Linked DNA regions of Mus musculus: region 1 is linked to region 2. Evidence: chromatin contacts called from public HiChIP or PLAC-seq data. All regions are on one chromosome and are shown on one strand. The core of a region is the stretch at or near the end of the contact, and the rest is flanking DNA. Distances in the headings are between cores, read along the strand shown.

Region 1 (6,923 bases), core at 4,285-6,784, 160 kb after region 2:
CTTTGAAGAAATATGATTAGGATCTCCAAATAACTCACAGGAGACCGCAATTTGAAATGGGGTCCTCTTTCAGGCTTGCAGATGTTCTGACTCAGAAATGAAATTAAACTTGAGCAAAATATCTGTGTGAAACAATTCCTTCCCACGCTGTAGCCCCTCACATGCACTGAAACTATGAAGGGTCACTTCTTCTCCCAGGGAAATCTAAACATGATTCATAGATCTTTTTCTGAAAGTATGAATACAGAATATCTCATGAAATGAGATTTATGGGGTATTTTCTCACTGAGGCCCGAGGAGCAGGTAGCATGAAAAACATCACTCAGTGCACTCCTAAGTGAGGCTGGAAGTTAAGGCAGAGGGAACTTGGAGGCAATTGTTACCCTTAAAAATGCTTTTAAAAATACTCTAACCTTCCTAACTCCTCTGTATTTGTGATCCAGCACATGTGTCATAATATTTTTGACCACAGAAAGTGGCTGGACTGTACCCACTATATACAGATACATACCACAGACATTATGGCTAGTGAAAAAAAGCCAGCTACAATACATACTCTGTAATTGGACTTGAATGAAGTTCAAGTCCAGGCAAAGCTTATCTGTGGAGACTGTGATTACCAAGGGGTTTCTCTAGGTAAGGTTAAAAGAGAGAGAGAGAGAGAGAGAGAGAGAGAGAGAGAGAGAGAGAGAGAGCACAACAGTGACATTTGATGTGGTGATGAGAATGTTCTGTGTCTTCCTAGCAACTGCTGTATCACTAGCAAATATGATTGTTTGGATGCATTAAAATTGGAAATAAATTCTGTGCATTTCATTATATGTGGATTATGCTTGACTTAAGCAAATTAATTCTCATGAAAAGTCTTAACAAAATTCTAAGTATGCTTATCCCTTGACAATGCATAGAATGTTTTGAGTCTCAGCATGCTAAAAAATTTTAACTTGTCATATATAGGCATGACTTATAAAGTGCCATTTTCTCACCCCTAGAGTTTTATTTTAAAAAATAAACTACTGGCAAATAGAATGTTTGCAGCATTCTATACACTTACTAACACTGGCATCCTAGACATATAGAAAGTGAGAAAATGTAGACTGAAGGGGAAACTTAAGGGTTCTTTGGAAAGTTTGTTGAATGGTGTTTTGCCAGGGCAAACATGTGAAGGAATATTTAACTGAAGTGGACACAGGTGAAAGACTAAGGCAGACTCATGAAGGAACATTTGACTGAAGCAGACACAGGAGAGAGGATGTTTTGCTAAAGCAAGCACATGAAAGGACAAGTGATGAAGGATTCTTTGCTAACAACACAAATGTATTAGTCAGCCTAACATGGCATAGTTGAGCTGTAATTGTTGGGACTCCATAGAAAGAAACACACCAAAAAAACTTCTGGTTGTGTGCTGCAGTTTCATGCCTGTTTGGTACCTCCTGACTGACCAAAGGAAAATGGCTCATACTGTTTGCTACAGGGCTTCGAGCTGACATTTCCCAATGGCAAGAGGTTACCTCATATGTCTCTCTTGGTTCTGCAACCTTAGACCAGTGTCTACGTTTTCCACAATGGCTACAATGAACTTTGAATCTTTCAGTCAAATTCACCATAATTAAAACGCCGAGCATTTTGATTCCTGATATTTCTGGCTATGATTTGCCCTATGATATTGGCATCGTACTCGTGAGAACCAATATCAGTTGTCTCCCTTATCCATTCATCTACAGTGGCTCCACATGTTTTCAGTGATCTGATTGCTCTCTTACATTCAGTGTTTGCATCCTCAAAAGCCAAGATTTCTACAATGATTGTCTGGTTTCAAGATCTGTTATGGCTCTATCCACAGCTGAACTCAACTTCTGTAAGAGTTCTGTAAACGGTTCTCCAGAACCCTGTAATATTTTAGTAAATGAGGTAGATTTTCCTCCCAGCTTTTTCAACCAAACTCCATGCTCTTAAGGCAGCAACATGACATTGTTCATTTACACTGTCATCAGATTAGGTGTGGTCTTGTAAGTCAGCATAATGCCCTTCACCAAGCAGCTGACCTTTACTAACATCTATTCTTCTTGCTACCTTATGTTGTGCTACTTTTGTGCCTTCATGTCTTCACCATGACAACCATTGTAATTATTGACCAACTTCTAACACACCTGACACCAATCTCTTGTAATCTTGTGGGATAACCCTATGCTGTATAGCCCAGTTATTTTGTATTTCTTTGACAAAGCATGTAAGCCATACATTACTATTGCCCCTTTAAAATGGTTTAAATCTGACATTCGTATCGGTTGCTAGGTCAATTCATTATAAGCTTGTCCACCATTGTTAGCAGGCATATGTTGAACAAAGACTGGGAAGACTGAGGGTACCTGTGTAGGCACAAGCAAATTCTCTGGTGGTGTACCTGGCTGGATCTTAATCTGTTAGACATGTGCCATTTCCTGCTCTTTCAGGCCCTAGAATCAGGGCAGGGTAGCAGTTTATCTCTCAGCCTAGTTTGCCTCCAGTTTTCATCGTTCTGTGGGTTCCCAGTCTCATTCTCCAAGTCTGAACTTTTTCTCTTCCCAGAGGCCCTCTACAAACTCTCTAAGTGCATAGTCAATTATACAATCTTCTCTAACAGAAGGGAAGTATTGGATTTCCTACTAAACTTTTTCAAAATAGTATACCTGAAAACTACAAATCAAAGCTAAAACCTTCTGGGAGCAAGGCAGAATACTACCCAGTGGTGGTAGCTGCCATTGTGCCAATCTCCTTAAGCAACATTGATAATGGTTCATAATCTGCCATTTCCTCTTCTGTAGAAGCAGAGTTACCCATTATGCCTAAGGCCACTTTAGGCACCACCTGTAAGTTTAATTTTTTTCAAACCTTATTTTTAGTGACAGTGTTTAAATGCTTTAACCTCCCTTTTAGCCCACCACCCATCAGAGGTAGTAGAAAACAAAGGATATGGGGGATATAGACCTGTTGAGAAAGGTTCTTTGGAGCAACTCTCATCTGTGTTGACTGGAAATTGTCAGTTCAGTTCACAGGTCAGCAAACAGTGTGATACACTCACAAAAATATATACCCAGCAGTCCGGGTCTGTAGAGTTGGGATAGCAAACATGAATCAGCATCAGTGGTACTACCTAGTAGAGCCAGCCAGGCCTCAGCCTTGGCACAAGTCAGCAGGAGGAACCAGGAAGGTTACCAGAAGTTCTTAGCTGTGCCTCTCTCAAGGAAGCATACATAGATGAGTGAAGACACGAGATCAACAAGTGTTGCACAGCTAGCTCTCTAAGCAAGCCTAGCTCAGCCAGCCCCTGTCACTCTCTGTGGAGTCCTTTTATACTCTCTCCATAAATCACATATCCTCCACATGTATTGCTTCAGCACGTGTCTTTCATCAGCATGTGCCTCTGTCTCAGCTGACAACACTCTGCCAATCAGCCTGAGTCAGCCGGAAGCGGTAAGAAACTGCAGCATACCACCAGAAGTTTTTTGGTGGCTTCTCTCTATAGATTTCCTACAAATGCAGCCCAACTATGCCATGTTAGGATGACCAATATATGTGTGTTGTTAGCAAAGAGTCCTTCATCACTTGTCCTTTGACGTGCTTGCTTTAGCAGTACATCCTCTTTCATGTGTCTGCCTCAGACAAATGTTCCTTCAGGATTCTGCCGTAGTCTTCCCTTGTGTCTACTCCAGCTAAACTTTTCTTCACATGTTTTCCCCAGCAAAACACCATCCAACAAACTTTCCAAAGAACGTTTAAGCTTCCACTTCAGTAGATCTTTTTAATGTGCAGTCTATTTCAGCTTATTTAGCCTGGATATACTTTTATGATGCTAGAATTGCTTTATCTTTTTAGTAAAGTTTATATACCTGGTAAGTCTGAAGGAAAGATAAAAAGCCTGCCTGCTATAACCAGCACTGACCTGCAGTAAAACATTTCTCTGTGATGGATGTTTTGTAGGAAGGGGAGGTGGGGATGGTAATTAGCTGCATATGAATGGGCACTGGAGTAATGGAATAGAGGGTTTTCAGGATATTCAGTGCTTGTCCTCAATCTAGAATTAAAGAGGTAAACAAAATTCCTCCCAAAGCTATGTTGATGAAATAATTCACAGAATTCAGAGGAGACAGTGGCAGGCTTCGTGGTTCAGTGTGTGCCTGCTCTTCTGCCATGGTCTGCAGTCAGTGACAGGAAATGAGTCTCAACATAAAAATGACTGTTGTCATTAATGCATGATCAGTGTAATGCATTAGGGAGAGAGAAATCCAGAACAGAAAGGAACCACAGTTTTATACTTGTCTTTCAAGTATGAGAGCCAGGGTGTGACCATCAAAGAACACAGATGTAGGTGGGTTCAGGAAGCTTCTAAGAGCTTAACACTAGGTTTTCCTGGGGGGGGGGGGGCTGGTCTAGTAACATGGCTTATACCAGAATAGTATTTGTTATATGTATAACTTCTTGTATAGCATGAATTTCATTTTTTTTTGTCTAATTGTTTTCCTTCTCTCTGCAATATGCCTTGAACTAATATTATCACTGTAGCTACTATCAGAAAGGTGTGTGTGTGTGTGTGTGTGTGTGTGTGTGTGTGTGTTCATTTGGAGATTGGAAGTTGATACCAGGTGTATTTGTCAATTACTCCACACAATTACTGTAAATATAGAGGGGGGTGGGGGGATTTCTTACTGAACCTAGAGTCCGTCACTTTGGATAAACTGTCTGGCCAATGAGCTCCAAATATCTGCTCATAAATGGAACTTTAGCACCATTTACAGATGTGCACCTCCCTGCCCAGTTTTACATGGATTCTGGGCATAGAATCCAGGTTCTCACACTCTCAGGGCAAGCAAACACTTTAACAGCAGAGCTGTCTCTTCACACTTTAACAGCAGAGGCATCTCCTCAGCCCATGTCCCCAAGTGGACAGTGACTTGCATGTACCATTTTGGAGCCCCAGGTAAGAATCCTTTCAAAGAAATGCAAGGTGGAGCCAGGCTCCTTGGCTAGCAATGTTTGCTCAGTATGTTCTTGGTTCCTTATGCTGAGGCACCGGAACCCTCAGTATTTCCACCAGCAGGCTTTTGATCATTTTTGTAATACTCTTATCTTAGTCCTTAGCTAAAATAAACACGGTTCATAAATGCATGATGGTAGTAGTACTCTACACTGGTTAACACCTAACGATTTGCTAAAATGTGCATCTGTAAATGACTGTTTATATTAGCCATTAAGTATCTGTAAAAACATGTACACCACTGCCTGTCTTTCCAAATAAAGGCTGACTGTCTTGAGTTGACTCAGGATAAGTATTGTAAACAGGATGGCGTATAAAGTGTGAGACACTATACAGAGGGCCAAGTGTATATGAAGGTTAACTGATTAATAAAACATGGCTGGCCTTGATTTCGTTTATAAGAAACTTAAGACATTTATCAACATCTGTCTGAAGCCAGTCCCCTTCTCTTGGACTGGGCTGTGGATAGCTGATTAATAAAAGATGATGCCTTAGGAAGGAAGCTTAGATCTTTGAAAGCCTCGACAAAGGACAAGGCCAGGCTGAATCTGCATATGAAAGGGAATGGTGAAAGTAAGGGGTTCACCCTGGAAGTCCCTGCCACTTCCCGGCTGCACTTCATCTTCCTGGTATTGGCAGAGTCTGCAAAAGTAAGAAAGAATTTCAAAAATTAAGTGTGGAATTAATTTACAAGACAGATTGTAGGGTTTTGCTGTGTACTCTCTCTCTCTCTCTCTCTCTCTCTCTCTCTCTCTTAAGAAACTGAAATATAATCCAGTTCCCTCCTGGCTTCCTCCCCTTGGCGTTCTTAACTTTGCAGCTTTCTCTGTTTGTTTTTCATTTGTACCCTTGATCTTTTAGTCCTTCCTTTCCTCTTGGCTGGAATAAAGTGTAAGAATTGAACAAGTGCCTCCCTTGAAAGCTGATAGACTTTGGCTGGCTGCATAAGCATTGCCCTTGTGAACAGCATAGGCCAGCATCACTGCCTCTACACTCCCTTAACCCTTAACCCTTCGACCTAACACATAGTCCTCTGTACTGACTTAGGGACTATCTTCATTCGACATCTATGGCCAAAGATTTGGAGGTAAAATGAAGTGATTGATTTGGTAAAGTTTGATAACACACATCTCTGTCAGAACATCCCATTATCACCCAGGGAGGCAGGAACAGTCCCCTACACAATACACAGGACCAAAGAATTCTAAATTTTTAAGACAGCACAACGGGCAAGAGAAGAAATTTAGAGTCATGACAGTGTTACTGATTCTTCTGAAAATGAAATGCCTTCTTAAATCCTTATCAAGGAAGCATTAAAAACCCAATTTATGTTACTGTCTGACATTAGTAATGGGCAGGTAAAGAAGGTGGGGAAATGTGGACATCTTTAGGATCATGTTGTTATCTGTTGCCTAAAGATCTCTCTCTATCACTCATCTCTGTGGCAGTGTTCAGAATCTAGACTGGACACCTCCAGACAAGAGCCCAAGCAGATACTTTGAAGGGGAAAATGGGAGATGGGGTGGGTCGGAGTATGTCCCTGAAGACTTGGCACACTCAGGCATCACCTTGGCCAACCACATGCATCCAACTGAACCTTCAACAATTTTGTCTGTTCTTTCTGCCCTGTACTCTAGCTTGGGTCAAGTTCACAGTGCATCATAAAAGCAGAAGAAGACAGGAAGAAACTAAGGAAAATTCTCTTGCCTCTGTTAGACTCAGAATCCCAAGAACAACAGAATGGCCTTTTGATCGTGGTGTTGTAGAACTTGTGCCCCGCCCTGCTACCCACAAGCCCTCAAATTCTAAAGACAGGAAGAAGTAAACAAAACATCACATTGGAGGGATTCTAGGAATATCTGTTGCAAAACTGACTTATAAATCCATCTGGGAGTCCCGCAGCCCCAGG
Region 2 (5,946 bases), core at 2,389-4,888:
AGCTTTAAAACTGTGATCTCTTGTACCGGGTACGCAGTTCCCTGTTTATAGAAATATCAGTGTAACTTAAACATGAAAGGATTTTACGTGAAAGAAACGTTGCTTCTGAAACAAAACCAGCAAGCCTATTTACCTTACTACAAATAATGAAATGCATCAAATGATACAAACTTCAAATTGCTGAAAGCGATAAAATATATTATAATGTGAAATTTTAAAGGGGGTTATAAAAAACCCACAAGGAGCCAATGTGCCATGCTATAACCAAACAATATGTTCTTTATTGAGACAGGACTTCCTGTCTGCAGCCTGGTAAGGTAAAGTGCAAAAGGCGCTCTAAATTTGAAAGGTATAGTAAAACTTCTTTATTGGAAGCAGAAACTAAACACAACGTATATTTATGAATTTCCTCCCCCCACCACAACCCAAAAATGTTTTCTTTTCTAACCACAATTATTGCTAATTAAAGCAAACGAAAATTCCATTTTCTCCTGACTTCCCAGATATATGTATTAAAGGAGAAGTTGAAGTCAGCCCACATCATACCTTTAAAAAGAGCACAGAAGCAAGAAATACAGGAGCACATTACCATGCATTAAAAACAACATCAGTTTCACCCTTTTAAAAAAAAAAAACCTTTCTTTTAATGATTTATGTCTAGGACCCTCCAACTAATCTCATTTTTGTTAAGTTAACCTTATAACACAAATTTATTTACCGATTTTCCTACAACAGTGTTATTAAAGACCGCTGCCAGCGAAAGGAAAGTCCATAACTATTAACTAAACATGAGAGCAGTTTAATATGCTGGCTGTTTTAGTGTTCTTTCAGTGCACCTGTAAGATAAAGAGTAAAGGTCTTTAACTACATCCTTTATAAGACAACTGTTGCTTTGTGTTGGTGAAGAACACATTTGGATCATTAATAAAAACTCCCCGAGAATGCAGAAGGTAGCATATGGATTCAATAAAATATGTTTTTGTAATTTCTAATAAGTTTGGATACTTTTATGCTAGCCAGGTTTTTACCATGTGTACTCCCCGAAAGAGTTGTGTGTGCTTTTTAAAGAACCTTTAAAGGGATCGTATTATTCTTAGATTTCATTACACTAAATGAGCCGAAAACTTGAAAGTGCAAGTTTCTCGCACTGACCTCAAATTAATATGATGTGGCCAACAAATCCATTTATTTGACTAATGAACCATACACGAATTACACAGTCTAAAAAAAACATTAACTTCGTTCCAACGTTTTTGCATTCTATTAATTTAAGGTAGTGGACTGTGTGTGTGTGTGTGTGTGTGTGTGTGGTGTCTACAGTTTTAAAAATCAGACTAATGATTCTTGATACATGATTAAACATGACCATAGTGACTTTTCATGGTAGCCTAATATCAGAATAACACAATACACCATGGACTGGGTGCTGGGACCAATCTGGAAGTTTTGAATTTAAAAAAAAGAAATCGGAGTATGCTAAAAAATACTATTAAAATAAAAAATAACTAAAACAGGAGAGGTCATGTATAACCTAGTTCAGGACTGATAACTAGAGCCTAAATAAATGTAAACTGAGGTGCACATGACATACCTGTAACTACTTCACACTCCCTAACCCAGAGCATGGATCGCTAAGGCTGTAGCACCCAACTTGACAAAGATCTTTCAGACCTAAATGAAACTGGGCCGGGATGCGCCCTTCCTCGACAGTGCTTTGGGAAAGAAAGCAGTAAAGATTTAGAAAGGAAGCTACTGTCTGGGGCCCTGTTGGGTGGGTCAGAGCTGCGGCCAGGGTCCGGTGAGGCCAAAGTCCCAGGACACACGGAGACTCAAGCTTACCTGCCGGCTTTGGTGATGATCATCTCGGTGCCTATTTCGTGAAAGCGCTTCCAGAGCTCCGCTCCTTGCAGATCTACTCTCGGGGCCTGCGGCGCGGGCAGCGGGGTCCCCGGTCGTGCCAAGCCAGGTACGGGAGACCCTTTCGGGGAGCCTCCCGGGGATGCCAACGGGGAGGCGCCCTGCAGGAAGCCATCCTCACAGCTGCCTGGACAGCAGAGGGTAGAGACGGGGAAGCAGTGAGGGGGCGATCCGGCCTTGAGGATCATCTCAGGGCCAGGCCCTAGGACAGCTGCCCGCAGTCCTGCCGCGCGGGGCGATCGGAGTTGCCTTGAGGCCTTTAGGGTCCCACCGAGTTCCTATGTCCCAGAGCCAGGCCCGCAAACTCCCCATGCGCCCCGCCTTGTGGGCCTGAGACCTGTCCCCGAGCTCACTGTCCCTGGGCGCAGATCTCACTGCGGCCGCTGCCGGGATCTGCTCCGGTCACCCCTTCCTCCCTCCGCCCCAGGAGGCCGCCGGGCCTCTGGGCCTCGCGCGAGGCACTTTCTGAGAACTTCCCCAAACCCCGCTCCAGGCAATCCTCCGGGCTGCTGGCTCTCCGGGCCCCGCAGCACAGCGGATAGAAGAGAGCTAAAAGCCCGCCCCGAGGCGCCCTGGGCTCCGGAGGAGTAGCGCTCCGCGTTCAGAAGGGCAGAGAGTGTGGGCGAGCTCGCCGCCGCCTCCCCGGTTGGCGCACCCAACTTCTGGGCGTCCGAGCCCTTTTCCGCGCTTTTAGCCCGCGCCCTCCCGCACGCGCCCCGGGGGCCCCTAAAACTTAGAGAAGTGAAAAGCAGCGGCAGCCCTGGGCTCGAACCCTCCCGGCGCAGAGGCGAGGACGGCGGCAGCCCGCCGAGCCGGGCAGAGAGCCGCGGATGGACGGTGTGCGGGGCCGACGGCTCAACGCCTGCCCCCGGGGCTCGGCGGCGGAGGCCCGGGAGGAGCGGGCGCTAGCGCTGCCTCACCGAAGCTCAGGTTCGCGGGAGCCGGGCGGAGACGCACCGGGAAGCCGCTGGGGCAGGAAGGGATCGATCGACTCACCCGCCGCTCCGCGGGAGCCACAGCTCCGCTCCGCGTCCGCGCAGCTCCGCGCTGGCCCGGACGCCGCCCCGGCTGCCGGCGGCGGGGCAGCCGCTTCTTCGTCGGCCTCCGAGCAGCCGTGCTCCCCCGCGCCTCCGCTACGGCTGCAGCCTGCGTCTTCCACCGCCCCCGCCGCCTCTTCCGTGGCCAGCTTTCTCCGCTTCTTTTGAAGCTGTTGCTGCTTCTCGGCGCCGATCAGTGCCTCCACAGAGAAGGCGTGCGCCTTGAGGCTTAGCATGCTGCACGGTGAGCCCCTCCGCTTCTCCGCCATCCCCGCCTCCCCGAGCCCGCTCGCCCCTCTCTCATATACTCGCGGCTGGGGCGCACGCACGCGCTCGCCCTCCTGGCCCCCCACCAAACGCTCCGCAGCTCCCGATGCCTCCCGAGATCTGTCCCCTTCCTAGCTGCGGGCAAAAACAAATTTGCCGTTTCCTCTTTCTCTGGCGTTGGGATCCGAGGAAGCAGGAACGCGGCCGCCAAGTTTCCTTCCCTCTGTCTCTCCCTCGAGTTCAATGATGCACTTCTTGACTCCCAAACCCTCCACCTCCTCCTGCTGCTCCAAGATCTGCCTCGACTGATGAGCCCGAGAGGACTAACACGGGGAAAAAAAAAACACTCTGCGGACACAAATTAGGGATTGTAATTGAAATTTGTTGCCTTGATCTGTCAGCACTTCAAGGCAGGAGAGCGGTGGGAAGAACTTGCTCATTAGTGTCAATAAAGCGGCGGGGGAGGGTCCTATGGAGCTGTCCATCACCGAAACGGTTTACCAATCAGGAGAATCTAACTCCGCTCAGCCCGCGCCCACTTCCTTACAAGGTCGGAAAATCTCAGACCGAAAAGCGCCGCCATCTGGCTCGTCTCTGCCAGTCTCTAGAAAGCTGAACCCTCTTTTGCTGACACCCGCCAACCCAGTCGCTTCTCAGGCTTTTCTTATCAGGACCAGGAAAGGCTGAGCCTCAGGGTTTAACCGAGAAAAGAGATCCGTAACTAGTAGTATAGAGGATCTTTCAAGGACCCTTAAATCTCCGGTCTCTCATCCCTGTCCATGGGGCTAAGAAGTACATTTGGAGGAGGCAGGAACTTACAGCCAACAGTTTGTTGTTTCTCACTTAAACATTCCTGCATCTATTGATGCCCACTGTATGGAGAGAATGACCACGGGCTTGAATCTTACTCCGAAGATTTTTTTCTTACGTGAGATGAGTTTACGCATATTTGATATTTTTTAGATTTAAAAATTAATCATTGTAATATCTCTCAGACCTTCATATAACCGATTCAGGAAAGGTGTCTCCTTTTATTTAGGACTAATTATTTTAAAACGTAGGTCCTGGGATTTTAATTCTGTTTGTCTTTAATGATATAGGTTTAACTTCAAAACTTCACAAAGTAAACCATGTTTTATGAATTTCTGTATGTTTTTTGAAAGTTCTGTATGTTAAAAGTAGCTTCGTATTCATATTGGTTTTTTTTTTTAATCGGCGTGTTTCTTTAAAATAAATTCAAAAGAAAGCAGAACTCTAGAATTGAACGATCGCAAACATGTATGTGCAGTTCTGTTGTTTAAACTCAACATTTTCTTAGGATTAACAGGATGTGGGTTTGATGGGGATAATAAAAAAAATCACTTGTAGAATAAAATTCACTATGTGCACAAATCTTTAGTATAAAATAGGCCAGGGACGATTCGTTTTGTTTCATTTTGCTTTGCCTCCTTTATTCGATGTTCATTTAAACACTGCAGTCCTAGCTTTCTTCTGGCTTCTCCTCGGCATTCAGGAAAATGGCCTCTGAAAGTACCATCAACCCCGGAAGGAGGGTTTTGTTTTTAAATCATAGATAGAGAAACCTGCAGTTCCTTCAGGACTGGAGTGCTGGGAAGAAATTGAACCAAGCAGCGAGTGCCTAGAGGCGCCTGCAAGGCCTGGGCCAGAAAGGACTTGGTAATATCTTTGCTGTGGATGCAGATTTTTAAATGCCTGAAAAATGCGTTCAATTGGAAGACATTGTTTTATTTGGGGCACTGGGAGCCGGTGTAGCCTACTGGCTTGAAGCTGTCTGGAGAAGCTCTCGCAGACTCATCAGAGTGTAGGGTGATGTGGTATCCTGAATAAGTTCAACCCGGTTAGTGAAGTTTGGCCTAAAGCGGGAGCCAACCAGAAAGCTTGAAGAGGCAGCCTGGAAAGTTCTGGGTTAGTAGGGAGAGTCTAGGACGAAGTCTGTAGAGTTTAAGCAAACAACTCAAGGCCCTGTGTGAAGCTCCCGCGTGAAGCTACGTATCTTCAGTTGCCCATTGAGCTAGAGCGCCCAGCCCCAGCCCTGGGCCCTCATAGATGGTCCAATGGAGCGGTTCTCCGAGCAAGGCCGGCTTGCAGCCTAAGGGATTCATAAATTCTGTGACGGAGGTGGGGGGGGGGGTGGAGTCACTAAAAGGTTTCTGGCATACTCGACCAGCCCGCAGGAGGAGGCTGGGCGGCTGATTCCAAGAAACCGCAGGGATTTCCAGACCGGAAGCCTACTTTGTAGTTATGATCTTGTCCCTTTAAATGCCGCACAGTTCAAACTGGTTTGGGATGTTGAAACAGGCCTTCTAGGCTACCCTGAGGAGCACAGGGTCCCAAGCCCTCCGCTGTCCCTCTGCGTCTTCTTCCAACGTTACCCCTGGCAGCTGGAGCCTCGGGGTACAAAATTTGACTTGGGTTCATATAACAAACAAACTGGAAAACAATATTACAAACTAACAACAAAAATAAAAGTAGTAGCTATGGGTCCAAGTATGCGCAGAGCTCTTGAGGCAGAATGAGGGCGCTAGCTCCCTTAGCTTGAATGAGGGCGCTAGCTCCCTTACTACTGGTCCCACTGCTTGAATCCCGCTCCAGCTCCAGGACCAAGGACAAACTGGTTCCCCCTTGGGTTGCAAACTGTGTACACAGAGCACGACCTGCAATCCTTGGAAACTATCAGAGAACCTCATCCCGGGCTGGATAGCGA

Evidence for each region. HiChIP or PLAC-seq counts read pairs in DNA pulled down with a chosen protein or histone mark.
Region 1: an H3K27ac HiChIP or PLAC-seq map of stem cell-derived neural progenitor cells shows a contact between it and region 2. The contact joins the enhancer-like site here to the promoter of Tbx18 in region 2. A contact is called at or near these places in 3 of 39 promoter capture datasets (the 3T3-L1 cell line and embryonic stem cells), 1 of 484 Hi-C or Micro-C datasets (the 3T3-L1 cell line), 3 of 115 datasets of contacts at active chromatin or transcription factors (embryonic limb bud, fibro-adipogenic progenitors and stem cell-derived neural progenitor cells) and 1 of 9 other capture datasets (adipose tissue).

The regions. Positions count from the first base shown.
Region 1 is chr9:87,888,802-87,895,724 of GRCm38.p6, forward strand. No RefSeq gene overlaps it. Among named protein-coding and RNA genes, the nearest start is that of Gm25528, 3.7 kb to the left of the region's middle. Within about 2 kb of position 5,535, at least 12 of the 459 cell types and tissues checked have an H3K27ac peak or open chromatin away from gene starts, as enhancers often do. A contact at or near this core is called in stem cell-derived neural progenitor cells, where this site is marked.
Region 2 is chr9:87,727,622-87,733,567 of GRCm38.p6, forward strand. Tbx18 (T-box18) reads right to left here and starts at 3,639. Exons shown (of 8, transcript NM_023814.4): 1 at 2,914-3,639; 2 at 1,840-2,044. The coding sequence starts at 3,223.